5 separate regions of the Mus musculus genome follow, and all the other regions are linked to region 2. Evidence: chromatin contacts called from public Hi-C and HiChIP or PLAC-seq data. All regions are on one chromosome and are shown on one strand. The core of a region is the stretch at or near the end of the contact, and the rest is flanking DNA. Distances in the headings are between cores, read along the strand shown.

Region 1 (2,700 bases), core at 161-2,660, 950 kb after region 2:
GTCAGAGTCTTCCATTTGTCTCAGAGCTTTCCAGATTGGCTCATCTAACAAGCCAGCTTGCTCCAGGGATTCCCCATCTCTGTCTCGTGAATTCTAGGATTACAGGTGGGCTGCCTCGTCCACCTGCCTTTTGTATGTCCGCTGATGATCTAAACTCTGCTCCTCCTGCTATGGTGGCAAGTGCTTTCTTTACTGAGCCATCTCTCCTGCCTGCAACTAAGATCTTTTAACTAATTAAGAGTTCTATGGTCAAGTATATTTGAAGAAATTTATGGTAAACTGAATTCTTTACCCCTGAGCCTAACAGAACCTTCCAGGTCCTCACGTATGTATAACATCAGAAAAAAGGAACACAGTTTGAAGCTGTCAACATTCCATGCTTCCTGCACATACCTGAGAATTATCTGGAGAACTCAATGGTTGGGCATTTGCCATGCATGCATGAGGCTCTGAATCTGATTCCCAACATTAAGAAGGAAAAATTAAAGATAAATACAGAAAAACAAGCAAACAAATAAACAAACAAAAACCCAGAGCTACCTGCAGAAGTGCAGATTTACTGGGTCTACAGTGGAACAAGAAATTATGAATATCTAACATCCAAATACACTTAATGTAATTTTGCCAATGTGGGACCTCTTAAGCTAGTATGGATCTGGATGAATGGAGGCTGTAAGCTTCAAGTAGTTTCAAGTTCTTCTAAGCATCTTACAACGAGATCTGCCAGAGTTAGCCTCATCCTGACTATTCATGGACAGAAAGCTGTTCTCACATGGCAAGAGGACATTCAGAGCACATACAAATGATTCAGCTGCACCTTCCCTTGTAGTATGTTCCTTAAAACTATGGTTCCATGGCCTGTATACATAATAGAATCCACCCCCACCCCCAGCAATGCTTTGGAAAGTCCTGATCCCAAGACATAATCCAACCCAGTAAACAAAAAATCCCCTAGGCTAGGGACTGTGTGCTACTAGGTTGTAAAAGTCCCTCCAGTGATGCTAATGGAAATTTACCCTTAAACCTCTGACGGAGATCAGTGAAGGAAGTGAAAGCCATAACAGGCGTAAGTGGAGCATAAATCCCCTAGCTACACCTGCTTTCCTTTCTTCCGCATCCCTGATGCTGCCAAGAAGAACTGAGAGAAGAGAGATGAGCAAGCACAGGTTCATTTCCTTCTGAGCATCGCCTAGGCTCATCTCTGTAGCTCATGTCTGGAACAAGTTATTGTCCTGTTTGGGAAGTACAGAAAACCCCCTAAGTAGGAATTTTGACCAGGATGAAGCAGTTACACTGTGTTTGTGATCAATTCAAATGCAGCATGATCTCAATCACTACACTGGAAATGATAATCCTGCCTAGCATTCTGGGAAGATAATATTGCCGGGTTTGGGTTGTAGCTCTCTGTAATTACCAGCTGGGGCACCACAGCGAGCAAGTGACTCCAGCTCACTAATCCTAATTTAGTCACATACACAGAGGGGAAAGTGAGAAGTTCATGGCATTTTGAGGTGTATGAGCAGAAAGCAATCTATCTGAACGAGAGCACACAGTATCCAAAATACAGTAAGTCTTGATAAAGGCCAGCTATTTTTTAGGTTGGTTCAATAGCATTTAAATGTCTGACCCATACATAGATCAGTAGCCACATATGGGAATGTTTATTATCTACCTTCAGTGAGACGTGTTAGTTGAGATGTTGAGATAGACTGTTCAGAAGATTTTATACTAATTTAACAGAGTATGTCTATCAAATCTAATAATAAAATGTGTGCCCTTGGATTATGTGTGCCATTATTGAGTTTTTCAAATAATTCATTTTATTAGGACATTGGCTCATGGGCTGATTTTTCATATGCCTTCCTCATTTAATATTTTTCATAATTCACCTTTATTTTATAAAAGTATTTTAAAGATAGATTGGTTATTATACAATTGATTTTATAAAGCAAGCCTGAGAACAACTAGTTTAACTATAAGTTCATAAATATTGTATCTTGGAAATGAATGGAAAACCACTAAATCTGTCTGTACTCATGCTATGCAATAAACAGACACAAATCCAGTGGCTCTAAATCATACCCACTTGTTAACTCTCCACTTCTATATGTGGGAAATGTGGCCATGGTGTATCCGAATCCTCTATTAGGGCTTCATGAGGTCCAAATACGGATACCAGTCTTACCTGGAGCTTGCACAAAGGATGGCAAAATTGAATTCCTTGAAGCTATAAGACTAGGGTCCCTGATTTCTTATTGGTGGTCAGCAAACAAAACTGGTGTGCATTATGCAATCAAGGGAGATCACATCCTATCACTTTTGACATATTTTGTTGACTGAAAGTAAAATAAGTTCTTGCAAGTACTCCAGGAGAGAGTATTAGACAAGGATCTCACTGTGGGATGTGCCCACCACACTCACTCATGTGTGTGTGTGTGTGTGTGTGTGTGTGTGTGTGTGTGTGTATGCTTAGTCTAGCAGATGAGTCTTCCAATTTTAAGTTGGCAATCACCAAATCAACCAAACCTAGCATCAAGAAAGAAACACACTGGCCAGAGATGGTGGCATACACCTTTTAAATCTAAGCACTAGGGAGGTAGAGGCAAGTGGATCTCTGAGTTCAAGGCCAGTGTGGTCTACAAAGAGGGATCTATGACAGTCAGGGCTGTTTCACAGAGAAACCCTGTCTGGAAAAAAACC
Region 2 (2,700 bases), core at 145-2,644:
ATATTCACTAAGTAAAATATTACTCTCCTTTAGAATTATAATTTATGCCACATATATAATTTCATGTTCTATTGAACAGATTAATAAATATGTACATATTATTAAAATATGTACATAAATATTAAAATATGTACATGGAATTCATTTTACTCTTCATTTAAGGTAAATTCTCCTTCCCTAAGGCAAGGATTTTTTTTTTCCTCAAACAGCTTCATGCATCCCAGGTTGACCTCAGATTCACTGTGTAGCCACAACAACCTTGCTTCCATGCCCAGAATTCTAGGATTACAGATGCGCCAATATGCCCAGATGTGAGATGTTATAAAGGAATGATCCAGCGCATCATTCATGCTGGACAAACATTCTATCAATGAAGCTACACCACTGCCAGGTTAAGATTGCTTAAAATGTGAGTTAGTTAAGGCAGGCTTGTTGATACGCGTGCCTGTAATCCCAACAGTCAAGAGACCGGTGGATCTCTGGGAATTCAAACCAGCCAGGGCAAGATGATGACCTTCGACCCAGCTGAAAGTGAGACAGTGTCAACAACAACTAGACAGTTCACGTATTTTTTTTTCAATATTAACTCTTTAAAATGTACTGTGGAATTTAGTTAAGCACATCGAAAATTCTCACATTTAAGTACCTCAAAATCACGTGTGCCTTGAAGCTACAAGACACTGCAGATACTTAGCATATAGTAGACATCTGGTATATGTTTGCTAAATATTCTTTTATACTACTTTGATTCACCAATATTACAGGAATGATAAGGTAATAATGTCCCACTACTGACATTGCCTAATTATCTTAGCCTTTGGCATTTAAATTGTTTCCTATTTTCACTTTTTGGAATAACCATGCATCTGGTCCAAATCTGGTTTTCCTAGTAATAAATTCCTGCAAAATATGGCACATTTTGCCAAATAAGCCCACTTGGCCTTCTAGTAGTTCATCTTTGGTTACTAAGGACTCTTGTGCAACTCTAGAAGGGCATGTACTGCTGACGATTATAATGACAGAAACACTAGGTACAAATTAAGGTTCATAAATGTCAAGCTGACACAGATCTGAGTGAATCTGTATTTTCAAAACAATTTCTCACCTTCCATTTTAGTTAAGAAAGTGAAAAGAAAGTAAAAGCTAAAGAAGAAATAATAATAATAATAACCGAAAGCTGAGGGTGCAATTCAGTTCTGATCCCCTAGTGCCCAATAGCTAGCTGCCGGGACCGCCCAAACAAACGAATTCGCTTCCTGTGCCGCCCTTGACTCTGTGTAGCCACTGACACGACGTTACGTCACGGATAAGGCGGGACTTCCGTCTTTCAAGCCCCGTACCGGAAGCGAGCTCCTTGTTGCCCAGGCAACCCGAGCCTCCCGCTCTCCTTGTGTCACTCCCCCACTTCTCCCGCCCCTTCCTCCTCCCCACCACCAGAGCTAGGTCCGTTGTTGCCCACCGCCCGAGATCTGCCAGCTGCGTGCCCACGAGGTGACTTCGGGGGCTGATGGGTTGCTTTTGGGGAGTAAGGGAATAGCGTGGCGGACTCCTGAAGCTTGGAGTACTGGCTTGGCGCTCATGCTGTGGCTTTAATTACCATCACCCGGCAGCACGAGGAGGTTGCCTAGACCCGTGAGAGTCCCAACCCCTGACAGACTGTTAAAACTAGTTCTAATTTATGCTCTCAAGCCCTATGTGCTTCCTAATCCTTGGGTGCCTGCTGAGAATTCTGTTCCCAGGCCCCCACCTCAGACTATTCCAGTTCAGATCTTGAGAAGTGAGGCTCAAGCATGGGAAGGTTTGGGGTTTTTGTTTGTTTTGTTTTGTTTTAACTCACAGTGTAATTCAAACGTGCTGTGGATCACAATGTTGCAGGAAGTCTGTCAGGACACGTTTCTGCAGAGATGTCTAAGCTACTGGCTCATTTACAAAAACAAAACAACAAAAACCTGAGTTTCTCCCCCGCCCCCCTTGCAACTTTTGAGTTCTGTAGGTCAGAATTCTTAGTTGATGTTATCTTAAGAACATTTGACAGTTGCTGTGGGTAGCCAGAGTTCTGAACCATTTTCCCTTTTTTTTTCTGAAATGATTGTTACAAACTCGTTGCACAAATTAGGCTCTGGACTCCACTGTTGTTGGGGTTTTTATTTGCTTGGGGGGGGTTGTTTGTTGGTTTTTGTTTTGTTGTTGTTTTTTAACTAAAAGCCAGAACATTACTCAAAATCTTAAGACTAAAAGTTACAGACACAAAGCCTCTATGAATTGTGAGATTGTGATACTGTTTGAAAGTACAATTTATGCTAGCATGATTCGTCAAGATAACAGTGTCTTTGGGATGGCAGTGGAAAGAGAAACCATGTGTATATGCTTTGGGTAAATCTAACACGTGCAAGTTCACAGTAAAGTGTATGATCCCTTCTGTTGACTGCTGGGCTGGGGGGAAAAATCAACCCAAGTTGCAGAGAGGCAGGCGTTTCCATCGTGAAACTGTTTTACAGATGGCAGAGGCTTATTGGTGTTTCTTCAAGTCCAGCGTTTAAGGAGAAGTTAAGATAAGAAGGATGGCAGGAAATTAAACATAGCTAGAGGTTAGATAAGAGTTCTCAAGCACACTATAGAACTCTCAGAATTACTTCTTTATGTTGGGAAATCCACTCATAAAGCACTTGGACAATCAGATGCAGACTGTAACATTTAAGG
Region 3 (2,700 bases), core at 81-2,580, 840 kb before region 2:
GAAGTATCAATTGATTTCACAATTAGTAAATTATATAGAGAATACAAGCATGCAAATATGACATCTCACTTGTTTTAATTATCCACACCCCATTTCTCATACAGACATAAGTACAAAGATGTCATTTTTAATTAAATTTTGATATGCAATCAATTCTCAAATAGACCGAACAAGAGGATAGAGTTGCATAAAGATATTTACTACTTGAAAAAAATGTCTAAATCATAGACTTCATAGTACAATTTTAGTTAGTGAGATATAAGAGAAGTCCCAAGTTGGCTGAGAATCAGCGTTCTTATTTATTTTACATCAAATGAGCGTGCTCCTGGGGAATTAATCCAATCACTTCCACCATATGAAAAAAGGAACATTGCACCCAATAATCCCTTTAAATGACTTCCAGAAGAATTTGAAAGCTAAAGATATCAACCTTACACAGTAATGTAAAGAGCACACAACTCACTAGTCTAATCTTAATATCACATTGACGGCGAAAATGTGTGCCAAAATGCATAAAGTGCAGCTATATAACATAAAACTTGCTTTGGTGAACATTTGCCTCCCTCCCACCATAATTAAGCTTTTTTTTTTTTTTTTTTAATGAACAAAAGAAAGCAAACTCTCCTCTCCGACATTGGAATAGTAGGATTTAGGGAACAAATAGACAGATCATTACATACTTTCTCTTTCAAACAGTTTTCATGTGGAAAATATAAGCATGCAAAATCATTTCACCTACCTGAAGTGGTTTGTCCCTAAGAAAAATGCAAACAAGGCTGTCAAAATGTTCACTAGCTGCCGGTACATTCCTGTTTCTGTGATGGTTGTGGAAAATATCCCGAAATGATTCCAGAAAGGAGACTAGGACAAAGTGCCTATTTATTGTCCAGACTCAAAATCTGGCAGGAATCTAGTTTCCTTGAAAATCAAAAAGAGATTTGGGGTTGTACAGTTTGCTGAGAAAAAACAAAAAGTGCCAGTCTTGGGCATCATGGTCAGGTCAAACCAAGACTCAGAACCATCAGTTAGCCCAGGAGAGACAAAGCCTCAGAACTGATGAATCCCCTAGCTGCTTTTCCTGAATAATAAAAATGCTGTTACCTTAATCGCATCACCATGCAAAGGGGGCTGGTGACAATGCCACGCTGGAAGTCAGGCTGCTGTAGCTTTTGTTTTATATCTTTTCTATTCAGCAAAGCCCCTCTCCTTAGGAAATGTTCTCTTTTAAAAAGAAGTTGCAAATGAGGGAGAAGAAAAGACTCTGTATATTGAAGTGTTTGGGGGAAAGAGGGAAAAAATGCTGCGATCCTGTGCTGGAATGAGAGCTACAGAAAGAGACGGAGACGTGATCTTACCCAGCCTATAAATTTCAGCACTCGGACAGCTCCTAGCTCTGAAGTGCGCATGTTTCCTTTTTCAGTAGCTTGGGGCGGGGGTCGGAGAGAGGCTTTTGAGAGGAGATGAGCCTGCTGTTGAAATGCAGAGTGACTGATTCTTTGGTAAGGGGCTACTGAAAGGAGTGCGATAACAACTATGGCTAGAGTCTGTGTAGAGGGAAAAGGTGAGGCTAGGGTCGAGCTCCCAGAAATGCCTGTGGGTAGGCGGGAAAGGAGTTTGAAGCAGAAGAGACTGAAAGAGGATTAAAAGTATCAGAAAAGTAAACTAGGACAACAGAGAACAAGATCCAGGGAACTGAAATTATAATAGGGATATAGGAAGTCAACATCTAGTCAGCGGAAGCTAGAGGAAAAGCGAAGTCCTGTGCTGAAGGCTGAAGTGGAGAGTGTATTTCCTCGGCATAGAGAAGCTTTCACGTACAAAAAAAAAAAAAAAAAAAAAAAAAAAAAAGGTGCGCGGAGATCAGCAATTTAGAATATCTTCTGCCTTTCTCAGCTCTTGAGTGTTTTGTTTTGATTTTAGCCTCTTGTTCCTAACTGATCTATCTTCCTACTTGGGAAAGTTCGTTCTACTGTTCAGTGCATAAAATCTTGGGGCATCCTCAAGTCGCAAGTAAATACCAAAAGGGAAAGAAAAGGACAGTGAGCCAGCAGGGGGCAGTAGCAATCTTTTCCTGCCCGAATTAAGGTTTGAACAGGGTTCCATGATAGAAATGGAGCAAGAAAAAGTGAAGACTGGGGGCTTAGTCTCACCATTGCAGTACAGAGTGTTAATCACCAATAAGGGTCAAATAATTAAGTGGATTTTTCCTCTTCCCACACTGGCTGAAAACTGATTGAAAGTTCCTGAGTTCAGTTCAAAGCATATCACATAACCTGCTCTCTCCAAATGAATTTACCAATACTATTAATAAAAAGAGAAAGGGGAAATATTTTAACAGTAGTAACTAGTTTCCCTTGAAAATGTGCACTTACGATGAAGTGGGTGAGGAACTTGCATTTGTCCATGAAATATCACTCCTTAGCCACCTTGGCACTCTACCACAGGACTTGATTTGAGAATGCTTTACTATTGTTAAATTTATCCCATAAATGACAAGCTTATCCTTGGGTTGGCTTGAATATCAAAGAAAAGTCACAAAAATTTTATACTTTTTCAAAAGTAGATTCTGAGAGGAAAAAATATCTAAGTTCTTTTCATTTTTTTTTTTTTTAACACAGGAAGGTCCCAAATTATGATACTGTAGACCCGAGGAGAAATGAAGAACTAGAATACAGTCTTTAGGAAACCAAATGTCTGCAG
Region 4 (2,700 bases), core at 55-2,554, 890 kb after region 2:
ATTGCTTGGTGTTCTTATGGGACTCCTAACAGTGGGAATAGTGATGTATCTGACTCTTTTGCCTGTTCTTGGAACCCTTTTCCTCCTAGGGGGTTGCCCCATCCATCCTTGATATGAAGATTTACGCCTAATGATGTTATTGTAACATGTTATGAAATGTTTGCTGTAGATCCCTGGGAGGCCTGCTCTTTTTGGAAGGGTAATGGCAGAGGAATGGAACTGAGGAAGAGAAGAGGGGAAGACTGGAAGAAATGGAGAGAGGGGAAACTGAGGTCTGGATATATTGAAATAAAGAAAATAAAATTAAAATAAAAGAAGCCCACACATCAGTATTCTTTCCCATTCTCTCTTTCCCAACAATGAGATGTAACTTTAGGGGCAGTGAAGCTCAGCTGTATGGTTCTGGAATGGTGGATAATATACCAATTTGCACTTGCTCAAACCCATTGAATGAATAATAACAAGTATGAGCTCTCAGGTAAACTCTGGATTTTGGTAATAATGCTGTCAATGTGGGTTCATCAGTTGTTAATAAATATATCACCCTGATGGAAGGTGTTGCTCATCAAAGAGGTAATGGGACCAGATAGAGCTGAGAACTCTTTACTTCTTCTCAATCTTGCTATTTAACTTTAGCTTTAAGTTGAACATTCAAGAGGTTGAATCAGGAGGATCAGAAGTTCAAAAGCATTCTTAACTATACATAGTGAGCTCGAGGTCGTCATTGGTTATATGAGGCCCTATCTAGAAAAGAACAAAGGGAGAAAGAAAAGAAAAGAAAGAAAGAAAGAAAGGAAGGAAGGAAGGAAGGAAGGAAGGAAGGAAGGAAGGAAGGAAGGAAGGAAGGAAGGAAGGAAGAAGAGAAGAAAGGAAAGAATGAGAAACCTTTAAACTGCTCTGTATTAGTTACTTTTCTCATTACCATAGCAAAATACAGACAAAAACAACTTGAGGAAAAGAAGGTATTTGGGCTCATAGTTCAAGTATAATGTCATGGTGATCAGGGTGTGAAGCAGATGATCACATGCATCAACAGTTAGAAAGTAGAGATATATCTATGCTCTGCTCTCCTTCTTATGTAGTCCATGTCCCCAGCCCAAATAACAGTGCTGCCCACAGTTAGCATAGGTTTGTTCACGTCAGTTAACCAATTCCAGAAATTCCTTAATATACATGCACAAACTTGTCTTCTAGCAACCTATAGAGTAAATATTATCAGAGAGAGGGGGGGGGATCCATACATGGCTCAGCAGTTAAGAGTGCCTACTACTCTTTCAGAGAACCCAAATTACATTCCTAGCACCAATACTGAGTGTCTCACAAGTGCTTGTGATCCAGTTCCAGGAGGTCTGACTCACTTTTATGGATTCCTGTGGCCTTTCCTTCACTTTCATGGTGACAGCATCTGTCTACATGCAAGGCAGGTATAAACTGCAAGCAGGAGGAGGAAGGGGATACAGATATGGCTCAGTGGATAAAATGCCTGTGGCATAAGCATGGGAACGCTAGTTCGCCTCTCCAGCATGGAAGAGACAGACATAAGCAGACCACGAGTTCACTGGCCAGCTAGTCTAGCCAATCACTGTACCCCATGTTCAGTAAAATAACCTGTCTGAAGACACAACGTGGAGAGTGGCAAGTAAAGATGCCTACTGTCAGCCTCTGGTTTCCACATACACATATGCATTCACATATATGTCTATACGCACTTACATGTATGCACACACACACACACACACACACACACACACACTGAAAAGGAAGAGGAAAATGACACACTAGCTGACTAAGTCTCTTTCTCATCATAGACGGAAAAATGATTCTTTTCAGAAGGACTATTGTGCTTTGGCCTCCTGCCCAAAACCAGGTTGTGTGGCTCTTCCAGGATACAGGAGAGTCTGAGACACAGAGCTAGACAGGCTGCTCCTGCATACAGAATGGAGGTGCTGTTAGCTTAGAAGAAGGGAGTGAATTGATATTGTAATACAAATAACAGTATCTGTTATCTGCAGTCTCAATAACTAATTCCTGAGTGGTTTTCTAACAGATGAGTTAAGGCATATAAAGCAGCCTTTTTGATTGATAAAGCCGCCTTTTTGATTGGCATCTGCCTTCAAACAGTCTTCCTTCCTTCCTTCCTTCCTTCCTTCCTTCCTTCCTTCCTTCCTTCCTTCCTTCCTTCCTTCCTTCCGCTTTCTCTCTCTCTTTCTTTCTTTCTTTCTTTCTTTCTTTCTTTCTTTCTTTCTTTCTTTCTTTCTTTCCATCCTGTTTTCCCTTTTAAAAGAACAGGATCTAATATGTGAGTGATGGCCTCAAACCCACTATGTGGTTGAAAGTGCTTTTGTACTTCTGATCCACCCGCCCCACTCTCTTCAGTGTTGTCTTAGTTAGGGTTTCTATTGCTGTAAAGAGACACCATGACCACAGCAACTCTTATAAAGGAAAACATTTCATTTACAGGTTCAGAGGTTGAGTTCATTACTAGCGTGGAGGAATACATGGCAGCACACAGGTAGACATATTGCTTGAGAAGTAGCTAAGAATTCTACATCTGGATATTCTGCAGATTCCATGCACATAGTATGCTAGGCAAAAAAAAAAAAAAAAAAAAAAAAAAGACCTATCTCTGTCTTATGTATGTTTCAAAAGTGGTTCCCAAACTGTTGGGACCCTTTAATGCTGTAGTAATCACCCACCCCA
Region 5 (2,700 bases), core at 41-2,540, 980 kb after region 2:
GAAAAATAAATCAGGGTAGCTTTTCTGAAAGATATAGGGTACTCTTCCCTTTTTTTTTTTCCTGTCTTTGTAGCCTAAAATAGCCTTGAACTCCCCGATCCTCCAGACTTCACCTCTAGAGAGCTAAATTATAGGCACAGACCATCATGTCTGGTAACTTTTTTTCTTAAGTAACCAGAGCTGCTATATCCTAGGGGAAAATGGTTTGTTTTTAATTTTCATGTTTTTCCCAGCTTAAAATAATTGCTTTAAAAAACTCTCGGGATTGTGGAGAGCATCAAAATGTAAATGAATGAAAAGCATTTACGCATGTGGAAGAAAATTGGCAGAGACTTTATCACACGGACTACGGGGCACCTGCATAAACTCAGCACCACGGTTGGCTTTTGAAGCATAAGTCATTAATTCAGACAACAGGATGTGATTGTTTTGCCCGTGATTTTTTTCCTGACATTTTATTATTAGAAATTGAAAACATTTAGCAAAATTAGAAGAATTCTCTAGAGGATACTCAGAGTCCTCTATATTCTACCAGTAATATTTGGCTATGCAGGCTAAATGTCCCTTATGAAAAATGATGGGAACCCAAGTGGTTTAAGTTTGGGATTTTTTTCTTCTGAATTTGAACTGGTTGCATATATACACCAATATATCTTGGGATTGAAACCTAAGTCTAAACATGAAATTTATTTCTGTTTCTTTTATATACACAGAGGCTGAAGATGGTTTTATACAATAATTTAGTGTCCCTTCATTTTGACTGTGATGGAACCCATTAGGTGAGATGTGACATTTTTTTTTGTGGTATCACAATGGTTCTCAAAAAAAAGTCTTAGATTTTGAACAATATCAGATGTTGAATTTCCAGATTAAGGACAATCAACATGTATTTACTTATAACATACCCATTCAACTTTCTGTCTTTCGGTTTTTTGGTAATTCAAAATGAGTATGGAAAAATTAACTTTAAAAAAATGTCTTCTTACCTTTCTGGGTAGAAATCATTAAAATCAGTTTGTCAGTTTACATAGTGGGGTTGAGTGGGGACGTGAGTGGGTTGGTTGCTGGGGATGTGAGTGGGTCAGAGTTGATGTTGTTAGCAACCGGTTCTCTAAATTGCTATACTGACCCTGGGCACTCTTGAGACAGCACTGAAATTGGTTAAAACATTTCCTGTAGGCCTTTCTCTCTAGTGAGAGAAAGAAAGAAAAACGTACAAGGCCCATGCTCACTCTGATCCCTTCGGTTAGCTCGCGAAGCCCATGTGAAAAATTGTATTTTCAAGTTTCTTTGCTTCTGCTCCCCCCACAGTAGCTTCAGCCAGACTTCCTCCCTATCTGAGACTTGATGGTTTGTATCCGGAAGGGCAAAGTTGCTTCTTCTTTCTGAGAGAGCTGAAGAGCTCTCCCCCTAGGAAAGGAGATCAGTTGCCTCATCTGAAAATTTAGAAAGTCTTGGGCTCGAGCTGCCGGTGAGGGACCATTGTAACTCAGAGTCGGGTGTACTGCAGCATCTTGTTCTATTGAACAATGCCAAACCCCTTTCAGTCCTTTTCCTGCTGCCTTACATCTAGGAAGTCACTCTGCAATTCTCATTTGCCTCCACCTGACATCAAATCCCAATTTGATGGGGGAATTTTTCCTTGGCGTGTCATTCTTTCAGTGAGAGTGAGGAGGGGAGAGGGAGAAGGAAGGGGAGAGAGAAACAAAGAGACAGACACACAAAGAAAATAAAACAACAAAGAAACATTGACTTCTTAGCAGAATACCAGTGTGTGTGTGTGTGTGTGTGTGTGTGTGTGTGTTCTGTTGCAGGCAGGGCCTGGGATAATACTTCCAGCTAAAATCTTTGATGAAGCCTTAGTAAATTGTATATACCCAGATGGGCTGTAAAGCAGTGAGAGTAACTGCACAAAGCCTTCAGCAAAATTTGTTCTTTTCTTCTTAACTGTTACATATCTGAAGCTCAAAATAGAAGGAAATCTGAGACTAGGATGGCTTCCAATTGCCTAAGGTATTTCGTTGGCTAACCTGAGTACCAAAGAGACTCTGAGGAAGTGGGGACGGCTGCTGCTGCTGTTTGGTGTCAGAAATTAAAAGATTTCCTGCTAGATTCTGAGAACGGGGCGGGGAGGCTATAAAGTGCATAGCCTTGTGAAAGGGTGATAGTGCCCCCACCTACCCACCCAGCAAAGGAAAAACCCTATATCCAGCATCCTGATTCATTTCACCAGTTCGTGTAATCGCTGCTTTAGTACTGAATGTTAGGGAAGGCAGATGAAGAAAGGAGTGTGAATGAAGGAGCTGGTACACTATGGCCATGTATCAGAGACAGGATGCAGAGGCACAGATGGATGCTAGAGCTCAGCTTACTTCTTCCCTTCATTTAGTCTGAGATCCTAGCTGAAGGACTCAGACTGCTACCATTCAGGGTGGGTCTTCCCTCATAGACAAATGCTGGGCTGCGTCTCCTTGATGAGGCTAAATCCTGTTAGGCTGGCAGTAAAGATGAACTCTCATAGATGCTAGGATTGAGTCACAGCACATGTGGTACTTTCCACGGTAGAGCTGTGCATGTACCCAAGACAGGAATTAGTGTTGCAGTAGGAGGAGAATTGAGAACCACAGGGACCAAGACTGTCAAAGTAGCCCATATGGAAGAAACAGGGAGAGAAGGAGTTTGGCATGCCCCCCAGAAATG

Evidence for each region. A called contact is a pair of places that touch in the nucleus more often than the background predicts. HiChIP or PLAC-seq counts read pairs in DNA pulled down with a chosen protein or histone mark.
Region 1: a contact with region 2 is called in an H3K4me3 HiChIP or PLAC-seq map of the 230-238 cell line, with 11 times the contacts expected there. The contact joins the enhancer-like site here to the promoter of Gemin8 in region 2. A contact is called at or near these places in 1 of 39 promoter capture datasets (embryonic stem cells) and 3 of 115 datasets of contacts at active chromatin or transcription factors (the 230-238 cell line, memory CD8 T cells and stem cell-derived neural progenitor cells).
Region 3: a Hi-C map of liver shows a contact between it and region 2, with 5 times the contacts expected there. The contact joins the promoter of Glra2 here to the promoter of Gemin8 in region 2. A contact is called at or near these places in 9 of 39 promoter capture datasets (cranial neural crest, embryonic stem cells, frontonasal cranial neural crest and 4 more), 3 of 484 Hi-C or Micro-C datasets (embryonic stem cells, liver and neural progenitor cells) and 2 of 115 datasets of contacts at active chromatin or transcription factors (astrocytes and embryonic stem cells).
Region 4: a contact with region 2 is called in an HNF4G HiChIP or PLAC-seq map of pancreatic cancer cells. The contact joins the enhancer-like site here to the promoter of Gemin8 in region 2. A contact is called at or near these places in 2 of 39 promoter capture datasets (embryonic stem cells and neural stem cells), 4 of 115 datasets of contacts at active chromatin or transcription factors (embryonic stem cells, large pre-B cells, pancreatic cancer cells and 1 more) and 1 of 9 other capture datasets (adipose tissue).
Region 5: a contact with region 2 is called in an H3K27ac HiChIP or PLAC-seq map of large pre-B cells, with 3 times the contacts expected there. The contact joins the enhancer-like site here to the promoter of Gemin8 in region 2. A contact is called at or near these places in 2 of 39 promoter capture datasets (embryonic stem cells and maxillary cranial neural crest), 3 of 115 datasets of contacts at active chromatin or transcription factors (large pre-B cells and stem cell-derived neural progenitor cells) and 1 of 9 other capture datasets (adipose tissue).

The regions. Positions count from the first base shown.
Region 1 is chrX:167,118,366-167,121,065 of GRCm38.p6, forward strand. No RefSeq gene overlaps it. Among named protein-coding and RNA genes, the nearest start is that of Gm15232, 18 kb to the left of the region's middle. Within about 2 kb of position 1,411, at least 25 of the 459 cell types and tissues checked have an H3K27ac peak or open chromatin away from gene starts, as enhancers often do. A contact at or near this core is called in the 230-238 cell line, where this site is marked.
Region 2 is chrX:166,169,060-166,171,759 of GRCm38.p6, forward strand. It overlaps Gemin8 (gem nuclear organelle associated protein 8), which reads left to right and starts at 1,395. Exons shown (of 4, transcript NM_146238.4): 1 at 1,395-1,491.
Region 3 is chrX:165,326,063-165,328,762 of GRCm38.p6, forward strand. It overlaps Glra2 (glycine receptor, alpha 2 subunit), which reads right to left and starts at 1,331. Exons shown (of 9, transcript NM_183427.5): 1 at 740-1,331. The coding sequence starts at 807.
Region 4 is chrX:167,058,612-167,061,311 of GRCm38.p6, forward strand. No RefSeq gene overlaps it. Among named protein-coding and RNA genes, the nearest start is that of Gm8817, 10 kb to the right of the region's middle. Within about 2 kb of position 1,305, at least 3 of the 459 cell types and tissues checked have an H3K27ac peak or open chromatin away from gene starts, as enhancers often do. A contact at or near this core is called in pancreatic cancer cells, where this site is marked.
Region 5 is chrX:167,144,606-167,147,305 of GRCm38.p6, forward strand. No RefSeq gene overlaps it. Among named protein-coding and RNA genes, the nearest start is that of Gm39549, 24 kb to the right of the region's middle. Within about 2 kb of position 1,291, at least 41 of the 459 cell types and tissues checked have an H3K27ac peak or open chromatin away from gene starts, as enhancers often do.